Regions from separate parts of the Mus musculus genome. Here all the other regions are linked to region 1. Evidence: chromatin contacts called from public promoter capture Hi-C data. All regions are on one chromosome and are shown on one strand. Each heading gives the region's core, a stretch centred on a gene start, on an enhancer-like site or on the middle of the called end of the contact. The rest is flanking DNA. Distances are from core to core; before and after follow the strand shown. Region 1 holds the start of Reps1 (RalBP1 associated Eps domain containing protein). Region 2 holds the start of Ect2l (epithelial cell transforming sequence 2 oncogene-like). Region 3 overlaps Heca (hdc homolog, cell cycle regulator).

Region 1 (4,099 bases), core at 973-3,472:
AGAGAGCTAGTGGCTCAGGAGACTTAAGAAAGGGTACTGGTTTTAGAGTTGAGTAGGTTTAGAACCCTGCATCTAGATATTTAGTGTCATGAAACTTACAAGTTGCTAACACCATTTTTGTCTCAGTATCCCAAGTTTTCAAAAAAGGAAACCCTTGTCAAGCTCGTTTCACGGGGCTGTTGTCATCAATGGTGTAATCAGCATAAAATTTTAGAAAAATGAATATGTACAGAAATTCATATTTGGATATCAGCTAGACATGCAATAAGGAAAAAGAATTCAGGTTAAGAAGAGCAAACACAGCACAACAGCTGGAGATCAGGTGTTAGCGGGACTGTTCTCCAAGACGGAGCCCTCGGAACAGGAGAAGGAACGTGCAAATGTCTGTGTGAGGTTTCAGAAGGAACAAAGGCTTAGGGCAGGATAGAGCTGCTAGGCCATGGGGAGGTGGCAGGGGAAAAGAGACCAGTGACAGCAGGAATCAGTCCCTACCTCATTGAACCTATCTTTTAAAAATGCACACACACACACACACACACACACACACACATACCCAAACTGCAATTGTGAGTATGAATTGTAAGACGTACTAAGCACTATATGAAGTAGAGTAACATGAAAATATCGCCACAAAGTGGCATCTATAAAGACTTACATAAAGAGCTTCACAGACGTTCATTTAGATTTAGCCTCCAAAGGAGGCATTTGGTGCCAGAGTTCTTCTTTCTGTTTTCTGGGCTGTTTGAGATAGGGTCTAGGTTGGCCTTCTGTGTTCTGTGAGGCTGAACATGACCTTGAACTTCTGATCCTCCTGTCCTCTACCTCCCAAATGGCTGGGATTACAGGTAAGCACCACCACACTTGATCTATGCAGTGCTGGGAATAGAACCCAGGGCGTTGTGCACACAGTGCTCTAACAAATGAGCTATATCCCCAGCCCTCTATGTCTGCTCATTCTTATAATGATGTCCCCTTAATGGGCTCTATGTAACAGAGAATAAAAACCAAACTTGAAAAGCCCTCTGTGTAATCTTCCTTGGCTCCCGTTTCTGAAATACTTCATATTTAATGCTGACAAGGTCGCGGGCTGACTGGTGATGGTATCCCTTCACTAGGAAAGAAAAGGCAGGGGATCAAGAGTTCAAGTCCAGCCTGACTTCATAGAGTTTCAGGAAAGAAATACTTTTAAAAGATTAAAGGCTCGTTAAGGGTCTATGAACTCCAGAGACAGATGCAGATTAAGACTCCCCCCCCCCCACCCCCCAGAGGAAGGAAGGGATGGTGAGCAACAAGAGGGCCTGGAGTTGGCTGAAGGCCTACACAGGTTTCCCGAGTGGATGGCATAAACCGACAGTATTTGGTTCTCGGTGAAAAAAAAAAAAAAAAAAGGTGACTTTTTTTTTCTTTATTTCTATTTTTTCAAACTTGGTTTTACAGAAGACCCGGCTTGGGACCAGATCGAGTTCAGCCTTGGTTTAAGCGTCCACACCTGAGCAAGCTTCCCTGCTTCAGTGGACGGCGCAAAGCGATGCACTTATCCTCGTTAAGTGCAAACCGTTAGGAAATGCTGCACGCCAGAAGCTGCCGCACCCCAGCCCGCAGTGCGACCTGAACCCTCCGCGTCGCTGGGACGCCGGTCGGTCCCCAAGTGCCCCCAGCCTGGGGTCCTCGCGGAGGGCGCCCAGGGCCACTCGCCGCGCCCCGCCGTGCCGCGGGGCTCCGGCCAGCAGGGGGCGCTGCGGCCCGCTCTCCCGGGAGCGGCCGAGCCAGCCCGGTGGGTGTTTCTCTCTCTCTCTCTCCCTCTCCCTCTCCCTCTCGCGCTCTCTCCTCCCGGCCTCACATCCGGGTCTGGAGCGCGGCCGCCGCTGTCAGTGCCGGGCCGGGGCGCAGTCAATGGCGGCCGAGGGAGGCGGAGCGGCGGCCACGCGCAGCCCCGAGCCCCCGAAACTTTAGACTTCGGAAGCCCCACAACTTCTCGGAGGGGGGCGCGTGGGCGGAAGGGGAAGCCGAGGCGGGAAGCCCGAGGGACGCGGCCGAGCCCGGAGCCGCCGCCTCCTTTTCCCCACGCCGAGCTTGCGGCCGCGCACAGCCGCGCGCCACCGCCGCCGGCTGCCCCGGGCCACACGAGCTCGCGGCCCCGCGGGGAGGCCGTGCCGTGCGCAGTACCCCGCCGGCCGCCCCGGGTCGCGGGGCCGGCGCCCGGGTGGTGCATGCGGGGCGGGGCGGCCGCCGGGCCGAGGCGAAGATGGAAGGCTTGACGCTGAGCGACGCCGAGCAGAAATACTACTCGGATCTCTTCTCCTACTGCGACATCGAGAGCACCAAGAAGGTGGTGGTCAACGGGCGAGTGCTCGAGCTGTTCCGGGCCGCGCAGCTGCCCAACGACGTGGTCCTCCAGGTACCGCCGCGTCCCCGGCCGCGCGGGCCCCGGGCAGCGGCAGCGGGAGTGGGCTCCCCCGGGGACGGGCAGAGGCCGCAGGTGCGGGAGCGGGGTGCGCGGGGACCCCTGGAGGGGGAGGGCTCGCCGTCCGGGTGGGGGCGGGGGTCTGCGGAGCCTGCATCCCTCCGGCAGCCTGTGCACTGGAAGAGCAAGGTCCCGGGTCTCTCGGGTTGTGTGTGCATCCTAGCGTCTGCTGGATATGCCTACTATAGTCACATAGCTCTTCGACTCCCGCACAATAGGAAAGTTACGACTATAGGCAGGCAAAATGCCATATGGATTTTTGAGCGAGCCGAGCAGACTCGATGAAGTGAGATTTGTTACGCTTAAGGTATCCAAGAAGCAGGTGGTTTGGGTTTTTTTTTTAGGGGGGGGGTTGTTTTGTTTTGTTTTAAATTTAAGGAAGCTGTGTTCTTAGGGGAGACTAAGAAATTTGAACTTCTGGCTGATACTTGGCATGTAGATAGATGTGAAAAGAACTTGGTCGTAGAATGGGTGGCCGGTGGACAGTATCTTCTAGTGCCCTTCCCGGGAATAGTCAGTGGAGCTTGTGGGTTTGGTTTGGGATTTATTGAACAGCTGGAATCAGACAGCGGATAGTCTCCTCAGTCTGTAACTCTGCCACTCGTAACTCTGTAGCAGCAAGGGTAAACCTTCTTTGTCGCCTGTTTTAGAAGTGCTAATATTTGTGATGAGCATTAATGCTACTGCTTAATGATTCATAGCTGCTATAGTAAGAGCCTGTTTAAACTGTATGGGAGGAAGGAACCGTCTTAAGTTTTCATCCTCATATTGATCCCAAGCCAGTTATCCAAATCTCCAAACACATGGAGATGGAAGTGGATATAATGCAGTGGAAGCAGAATATTGGGCCAGAGGTTTGATTTTACTTTGTTTTGAGACAGCTTATTGCTTTATATCCCAGACTAGCCCTGAACTCAGGGTCCTGTTGCCCCCTCAACTGCTCAGGTGCTGGGACGTGGGTGTGGGCTGGGCCAGGAGTCTCCAGGCTTTTAGAAATCTCATCACTCTGCCTCCTCAGCCTCCAGTTCTCTGAGGCCCATCTTAGAGTGAAAGTCAGTTTTCTTCTAACAGAAACCCTTGTGATATAAAAATTTCTACACACACCTCGAATATAGACAATACCCGAGTGCCTACTGTGGTTTAGGGAGTGAATTCTTTCTCACTTTGCTTTTGTTTCATTTTGTCATTTTTTCTTAACCCTGGGGTGTGGTGGGGAAAGGTGAGTGTTTTAGGTACCAGGGAAGGATAAGAAAGTCTCAGATCTGTGCTGCTGAAGAGGACAACATAGTGACAATTTTAGGCTTTCCCAACAATTCAGATTCTGTGTGGATTCACTGTTTTTGTTTTTATGGCCCTCTTACGATGAGGAAACCAGGTTTAGCTTGGGTTCACACAAAACATCCCATAGTTTGCTGATGGGTTAAATGATATGGGGCTAGTGTCTAATGGATTTGGTACAAAACTTACAGGTTCTGGACAAGAAGCCCCCCATATTCTATTTTAGCTCATGTCTTTGGGGTTCAGAGTTAACTGGAAATGACTTTGTCATTCTAATGGTACACAAGACTTTTTTAGGGTGTTTACATGTTTAGGGCATAGAAATTAGTGTCCATTAACCTCCAGCTGAGATATGTT
Region 2 (4,099 bases), core at 858-3,357, 150 kb after region 1:
AGCTAGCTCCCATTCTGGTGAGCAGAACGAAGTATTGCACTCAGCAAGTGTGTGAGTGGGAAGGAAAAACTGTTGTGTTTGTCTTGTTTCCTTTTTCTTTTTTGAACAACTACACCTGGATTAAGAGATGAACTGGCTGGGCACCAACTGGTCTATAGAGAGCCTTGCTTCACTGTTCGTATAAATAGGAACTGTTTCCCTGAGTGGTTTGTTTTGTAGGTGGAGAAATGCAGCGCAGGAGTCCTGCTGCATCCCCCCAGTCCTGCTTCATTCCTGCAGAGGTTGCAGTTAGCATCTCATAAACAAGACGGCAGAGAGATAGCTCAGCTTTTCTGTTCTCAACTCTTGTGGAGTTCAGCTCCCAGCACCCACATGAGGTACTTCTAATTTCAACTCTTTTCTGGGCTCTGGGTATCCCAGTGCTCATACACACAGACAGACAGACAGACAGACAGAACACACACACACATTAATTTTATTGTTTTGAGTTTGACTCTCATTACATAATCCTGGCTGTCCTGGAACTCACTATGTAGACCAGGCTGGCCTCAAACTCACAGAAATCTGCCTGGCTCAGTTTCCTTGGTGGGGAGATTAAAGAGGTATGACACCGCATCCAGCTCACACAATACTTTTTTTAATACTTTTTTTTAAGTGTTATTAGATGGCAGAGAGGTGAATGCATTTGGCACTTTACAGCTCACACATGCAAACTGGAAAGAGCTTCAGTTAGTGTCTGAAGTGTAATTCCTTCAAAAACATCTTCTAAAGGGGCCGTCTACCGACTACAGGGAAGAACTGCAAGACACAAAAATGTGAAAAATCGGAAAGGAAACACAATGCCAGTCAAGTTCATTTCCCCACATCGGGAGCATAATTTAATGTGAGTACAAGCCAGTGTGTATATTTATATTAAATATGCAGGACATAATAGGCAATGAAGTGATGAGATGTCTTGAGGGAATGTGTGCACTGAAGCACCATTGACTACATATACATACTATACACACACACACACATGAATGATAATTCCTGGGGCTGAGGATGTAGTTCAGTAGGTAAAGTGAAAGTGCTTGGCCAGCAAGCATGAAACCCTGATTTCACCCATATAAAGCTGATAAGCTGGCGTAGTGTCATATACATGTAACTCCAGTTCTGGGAGGTGAGGGCAAGTGGATCTGGAGTTAAAACCAGCACAGTGAATTGGAGACTAGGCTGAGCTATTTAGATACACACACACACACACACACACACACACACACACACACACACAGACAGAGACAGAGACAGAGAGAAAGAGACAGACAGACAAATTAAGGAAAAATGAGACTTGTACTGGTATTTTAAATGGTAATTATGCTCACTGACTTAAAGCTACTAAATCAAAACAAGAGGTAACTGCACTAACATTTTTAAAAATTTCCTTCACTCCTATTTTTCTCCCCCTAAAATTAGTGTTTTTAGAACACCATTTCTGAGGCCCCTCAACAACACAAACAACAAAGTTCCTGAAGCCAGAACGCCACAGGCAGGATGTGCATACCACTGCTTGAACTGAGTGAACTTGAACACAGACCGTGCCAGGAAACTGTTCTGATACTTGGAGCAATGTTTATTAATAAGCACAACGCCAGTACTTCTCAAGAGATAAACATTTAGCAATGTGTCGGAATTATTCACCATAGTCATAAAATCTAGCATATGAAACCTGAGAACAACAGACCAGTTACTATAGAGCCTTAGTCTCGTCTTTATTAGCCATACAGCCTCGTCCCACATCTTTTGGACTCCAGAGTAGCAAAAAGAGTGAGAAGAGACAGGGGGTGGGTGGGGGAGTTGGTATGAGCCAATCTGGGATCCTGTGAAATATTAGTGTTTTCCAAAGTGCTGGAGCACTCTAGAGTGCTCTGGAGGAGGAAAGTTGCCACCACCCAACTCAAACGTGACCCTGACAGAGGTCTCCAAGACCATGGAGCGCTGCTCAAGGTTTTTCCAGAAGCCCCAAGGAAAAGACATCTCCAAGAAGGGAAGAGCTTTACCTCGAGGAGAGGCCAAGGGCTGAGCACGTTGGCCAGGCAGCAGTCTCCTCTTGGCACTGTGCAGGAAATGAAGGCAGTTTTCCAGATCACAGCCTAGGGAGGCAGGTGGGGCACGTGTGCCCCCATCTCCATAGGGAAGACAACACACAAGACAACACACGCTGCCACCACGCCCCACAGGTCCGGTGTCCCTTGCTCGGTGCTGCACTCCAGTGGCCAACCTCGGTCTTTGCTTCAGGAGGCTCCTGAAGGTTGTCACCTTCCCTCTGTTCTCTCAAGTTCTAGGTGGATTTCTTTTGCTGGCCGCCGGTCCCAGGCAGTTGCAGCTGGATCTCGAGGGCCTTCAAGTTGCTGGGAAGAGGTGACAAATGCACAGCTGCTGTCTGCCAAATTCTGCTTAGCTTTACACTAGCCAGCAATTTTAAAGCACTGAGATGGCAAAGGTAACGTTTCTTACCCTTTCTCATGTTCATCTTTAGCAAATCCTCAAAAAATTTTAAAGTTTTTTTTTTTAAACAGTATTAGTTAATACAGGAGTCAGAAAGACAGAACATCAACATGATTCTAATTGCTTTGGTCAAGATGCCTGAGCAGACTTATCGTAAAGCCACCCTCTTCCCACTTCTTTTGAATTTAACAGAAAGATTTCACAATACTTCAAGCATGGGAAAGTTAAAAATCCTATGAATGGTGAGGCTAAACAAGATCCAGGGATGAAGTCTGAACGGAGACACAACGAAGTTAAAATAGCTTGCTCTAACAGTAGATTTTATGAGGTCATCTATAACTCAATAAAATACAATGATTTTGCAACATCTATGTTCTAAGAGTGGCTAGGCATGAAGGAAAATTAAAATTGAGATTCTGTCTTACCTTAATCAGAATGGCTATCTCCAGGCCTCTACATGCTGAGCAGCCTATGGAGGAAGGGCAATGGCTACCCACTGTTAGTGGGAATATAAACTGCTGCAGCCACTATGGAAATCCATATGGAAGGGTCTCCAAAGGCTGAAATTAGAACTACTGATGGCTCAGAGGTTAAGGGCACTGACTGCTCTTCCAGAGGTCCTGAGTTCAATTCCCAGCGTAATGGGATCTGATGTGCTCTTCTGGAGTGTCTGAAGACAGCTACAGTGTACTCATATAAAATAAATAAATAAATCTTTAAAAAAAAAAAAAGAACTATCGTATGACCCAGTTGTACCACTTCTGAGCATACACCCAAAGGATTCTACAGTCTAACACAGGGATTCCTTCTCTACTGACATCAGCTAACAAATGAATAGCCTAAACACACATGATGCCAGTTTATGTAGACGTTAGGAAAAAGAAATCCTGATATTTCCTGGCAAATGGATGGAACTGAAGAATAGGATGCTGAGATAACCCAGGCCCAGAGCACAAATGACTCTCTCACGTGTGGGCCCTAGCTTCACATTTTTAGATTTGTGTGGGTTTTTGAGGTCAGGAAACAGCCATATAAGGGCTAGGAGGTCTTAAGGGGCTGAACACAAAGCAAATGTGTTATGGAAGTGTGTGTTGTGTGTGTGTGTGGGGTGTTGCTAGAGTATAGTTAAGCAGGAATGAGTGTTGTGGTGTATGGCAGGGGGTAGAGGGGAGTCAAACACAACCAAGAATGTATGAAAAGGCCTTATGCTGTGTAAACTCACTTTAACAGTTTTAAAACAAGTTCCAACAGGAGTGAGTGGGCAATGTTCTGCCAGAATACAGTTTTTACATGAAATTCTCAGTGTCATGTATGGGACACCTCCCTATGAGTGACTGGTCAGAAAGGACCCAGGGGGACCCCAACTAACTCATTATCATTGTTTTTAGTTACTCACCACAGCTAAAAGGTAGGAGCCTACCGGTGAACACATAGAAGAGTCAGACTGGAATTGACCTGGGAATCTCACTCCTGAAGTCTGGTTTTTACAGTGCTAGAGAAAAGTCTGCAGAAGTTTACAGACTTGCACAGTGGTGAGTCCAATGTACGTACTATGATACTACCCCAGCAGGCAAGATGTGCCCACTGATGCACTAACTGCATGACTGTCACA
Region 3 (4,099 bases), core at 490-2,989, 140 kb before region 1:
TTTAAATATGTATTTCCTGATGGTCTTAAGTGAAAGGGTTGTTCAAGGGTGTTGTGACCCATAGATTTACAAACAAGCTAGTACCCTTGGACAAGTTACTTCTTATCAGTTTCTTCTGTGGAAAATGCAGATAAAAATACTTTAGTTGTTAATGATAAAAAATTCATACATACACACACAGTGCTTAGAACAGAAAGGATATGACATCTATTAAACATTAGGTCTTCCTGCCTACTGCTTCAAATACTACCTTTACACACCTACTATACCACCTGACCCAGGCCTCTTACAATCAGGAGCAAAATAAAGTTTCATTAAGACACTGCCATGTAAAACTCATACCTGACAAAAGCAGAAGGAAGAACGAGCTGTAATACTAGAGGAACAAAAATCCAATTATACCAAAGCACACTGAAAAAAACTGTACAAGTGATTCATACTGAGTAACTACAACCACTTGGACTATGTCCTTGAAAATGTTGTCAAATAAAGTTCAGTTGCTTTAACCTTCAATTCTTCAGAGGGACAGCCTTAAATAGCATATCTTGGAAATGTAGTAATAATAATAACTAAGATATATGAACCCAGGATTAACAGGGTGGCTACTGATCTCTTCACTCACAATTATTCATAATGTAAATCCTGAAGTCCATTTGCCTTAAAAAAAAAAAAAAAAGACTAAGGTAAACTAATAAGGAAAAATTCTATTTAGATTCTTTCCAAAGAGCAGCAGATACACTTAAATCTGAACATTAAGCAACTCCTATCTAACAGACCCTGGAAGCTGGACCCTTAAGCAGCAAACTGAATTAAGAGCTTTAGGGCTGGAGAGATGGCTCAGTGGTTAAGACAACTGGCTGCTCTTCCAAAGGTCCTGAGTTCAATTCCCAGCAACCACATGGTGACTCACAGTCATCTGTAATGAGATTTGATGCTCTCTTCTGGTGTGTCTGAAGACAGCGACAGTATACTCATACACATTAAATAAATAAATCTTTTTTAAGAGCTCTAATACAGATACATGGAAGAAAGACATAACTTCATAACTCTACCCACACCTCCCTGTGGCTTTAAACACCCACCATCACTCATCATAGCAAGTCTCACCTGCTTTCTGCATCCACATTTCTATGTGGAAAGGCCCTGCTACAATGTGGACATAGTTGAGTATTCCCATATATGCATGTGTTGATCCCCACTGTAGCAATATGAGAGGATATGGACCTTTACGGGGTGCAGCCTAACAAGAACTGTGCCCTTGGAAGGACACTCAGTCTCTTGGAGCAAGAGGATGATCACTGAGTTGCTCTATTTCTTGATTTTTGTCTGCAGTTAGTTAGGAATACTTCTGAAATGCAGTCCTAGTAACCTGGCTGACTGGGCACCTGTTCCCTTACTAGAGCCATACAGAGCCCACACAGAACTGGACCAATGCACACACCACGCCCTGGAACCTCCAAACCTATGAGTTAAATAACCTCTTCATAAATACCCTGCCTCAGGTATTTCATTATAGCAATGAAAGGCTGACAAATATCGGCCAGCACTCCACCTTGCCAGCTCTGTATGTTTACACATCAGCCTCTGTAATGTGGCTTTGTAGCTAGGATACAAAAACAATACAAAGTCAAGAGCCTGCTTAACATTGAGTAATACACGCAACAGACATCACACTCTGACACACCTCCAACCCCAGAGTGAGGATGGGAGGAAGGCAGGAGATTAAGCAATAGGATGATTAGAAATAATAACAGGAAGAGCACAGTGGGGACAGCACAGGGACTTGTGTTTCTGCCCTATCCTCTCATGCACTCTCTCCTTCCCCTGACCACACAGGACAGGCAGCAGAGATGAGTAAGAAAGATGGAGTGCATGTGCTAATTCTGCTGCTGACCCACACTGAGCCACTCATCACCCATCAAGACAAAAGCACCTACCTGCTACTCATCTCAGATGGATGTAGCCTTTATAAACTGCAAAGTTCCATTATATTGTGTATTGCTTTCAACTACTCCCACCATAACATCCTACCTTGTGGCTAGCTCCCCAACTAAATGCAAACTGCCCCATTCTGTTTCCCACTTTTCTGTTTTGGATATACTATACAAGTGCTTAGAAATTAAGTGAGTGATGCTTCACTCTTCATTTCCTAACCAAAACTTCTAGAATCAGATTTTGTGACTCTAAGAAAACAGCACCAACAGATTCCAAATCATATCTACGATAAATTAGTTATATTATAAAATCCCTAACTCTTTTGTTGTGTTGCTATCTCACTATGTAGCCTAAGCTGTCTTGAATTTGCTACACAGACCAAAGCAGGCCTCAAATTCAAGAGATCAGCCTGCCTTTGCAGATGCTGAGATTAAAAGCACCACCTAAAATCCCTAATCCTTAAGAGAACAGCAGTCCCAGAGAGATAGAAATAAGATGAACTAACCAGACACATCTAAAACCCTTTAGTAAGAGAAACTCTCCGTTCAGTAAAAGCATGCATCACAACCGTCTCCTGAGACATTAAATCATGATAATCTCACAAGCGACACTGCAAACGGCCTGTACACAGTCAGCAATGTTTAAAAAAATGTCTAGAGAGCTGAGGAAACAGCTCAGCTGGTAAGGTGCTTCCTGTCACCCACACATGCATGACTTTCATAAAAGCCAGGTGTGGTGTCCTCATCTCATCTGTAAGCCCAGTACTGGAGCAGGCAGGGAGATATGCAGTTTGCTAGAGCTTGCCGGCTGGCCAATCAATCAGCCCCACCTTTAGTGGAACACTTTTTGGTTTGTTTTGGTTTTGTTGTTTTATTTTTTTAAGATAAAGTGGAGACTGGTAGAGGCTATCAAGGTCAACTTCTGGCTCTCACATGAACCCTGGGACATACATACAAGCATGTTCATAAATGTACCACACAAATACTCCACATACCACTCATATCCTGCCCTCCAGATATATATATATACCAAAATCGTGTATATAAACCTTCCAGGACCAGTTTTCACAGGTTTATCCTCAAGTATTTAGGACCCAACTTCTATTTCCCCGTACTCAAGGAAAAAATATACACTTTTTTTTCTTATGCAATCTTGCTCATTCTGGATAAAACTCAGAAGTTTCAAGTCTCTACAACACAGTAACAGAGCTAAGGTTACTTGGCAATTTGTCATCTCTCTCCATACTATATACTGGGTTCCACTTCAGGCCTAACAACTTTTTAAAGGGTCTGGTAACCTGACATTGCAGAGAAGAACTGGCTGTTCATCCCAAATTAATACATCTACAATACCATGGAGCACCATGAAGAATAGGGCAGAAGACCCAACGGACCAGGATATGTGCTTCAAGATAGTGTCTTCTATTCTTGAAAGGGAGGCTGTACCCATGAAATCTCAACAATATGGCCATTAAAACAAAACCTATCTAAAGAAAATACTAGCTAACATGCCAATATTGGCTAAGAAAATCTCACACGGCCCCACCTTTGAATGAAGGACTATAGGCAATCAATGGCTGCTAGGAGAGTTTTAGTCTTCTTTAGGCATAAGCCTGATAGATTTAAACTAAGCCGTAAATACATATACACAAGAGAAACTCTAATGGACTCAGCAGTTGTGTATATATGTATATATACATAAACATATATGTAACAATAATTAAAGAGGTAGTCATGAACTTGAGAGGGAGTAGGGGCCACATAGAAGGAGTTGGAGGGAGGGAGGAGGCACGGGTAGAAGTGATACAGTATTCATGTATGAATTCTCAAAAACTAAAACTTTAAATTTAAAACAATAAAGACTAGTCATCACTGTTCACCTATGAGGTACTCTGTTTTCAGAAATTTAACTGTAAAACTGAGTTATCTCCACCCCCTTTAAAACAATTTCAAGTATCCTACGCATGATGAGAGTTAGGGGGGGGCTGGGTCAGGAAGATAGATCATCTGACTTTATAAAGACTTTCTAAACTCTGAAGCCTGTAGCAGAGTTACCTAACCTTGTAAGTCTGTGACTAGGAAATGCAGTAGGTATGGAAGGAATGGACCAAGCTACTCTGGAGTAGCTGAAGTGCTGGTGAACAGAGATAGGAAGGAGGGACAGA

What was found. Promoter capture Hi-C pulls out the DNA fragments that hold promoters and counts their contacts. Capture Hi-C pulls out chosen DNA fragments and counts their contacts.
Region 2: a contact with region 1 is called in a promoter capture Hi-C map of pancreatic islet. The contact joins the promoter of Ect2l here to the promoter of Reps1 in region 1. A contact is called at or near these places in 20 of 39 promoter capture datasets (the 3T3-L1 cell line, the C10 cell line, the HPC-7 cell line and 12 more), 3 of 15 datasets of contacts at CTCF or cohesin (CD8 T cells, the NIH/3T3 cell line and embryonic stem cells), 81 of 484 Hi-C or Micro-C datasets (the 63-12 cell line, B cells, the BV-2 cell line and 52 more), 24 of 115 datasets of contacts at active chromatin or transcription factors (CD4 single positive thymocytes, the SCID.adh cell line, bone marrow-derived dendritic cells and 14 more) and 5 of 9 other capture datasets (adipose tissue, embryonic stem cells, liver and 2 more).
Region 3: a contact with region 1 is called in a promoter capture Hi-C map of neutrophils, with 3 times the contacts expected there. The contact joins the enhancer-like site here to the promoter of Reps1 in region 1. A contact is called at or near these places in 2 of 39 promoter capture datasets (the 3T3-L1 cell line and neutrophils), 1 of 15 datasets of contacts at CTCF or cohesin (large pre-B cells), 1 of 115 datasets of contacts at active chromatin or transcription factors (thymic regulatory T cells) and 3 of 9 other capture datasets (adipose tissue, liver and pancreatic islet).

The regions. Positions count from the first base shown.
Region 1 is chr10:18,053,718-18,057,816 of GRCm38.p6, forward strand. Reps1 (RalBP1 associated Eps domain containing protein) reads left to right here and starts at 2,223. Exons shown (of 20, transcript NM_009048.2): 1 at 2,223-2,398. The coding sequence starts at 2,246.
Region 2 is chr10:18,208,720-18,212,818 of GRCm38.p6, forward strand. Ect2l (epithelial cell transforming sequence 2 oncogene-like) reads right to left here and starts at 2,108. Exons shown (of 22, transcript NM_001370991.1): 1 at 2,040-2,108.
Region 3 is chr10:17,917,507-17,921,605 of GRCm38.p6, forward strand. The region is part of intron 1 of Heca (hdc homolog, cell cycle regulator); the gene reads right to left. Among named protein-coding and RNA genes, the nearest start is that of Heca, 29 kb to the right of the region's middle. Within about 2 kb of position 1,740, at least 63 of the 459 cell types and tissues checked have an H3K27ac peak or open chromatin away from gene starts, as enhancers often do. A contact at or near this core is called in neutrophils and thymic regulatory T cells, where this site is marked.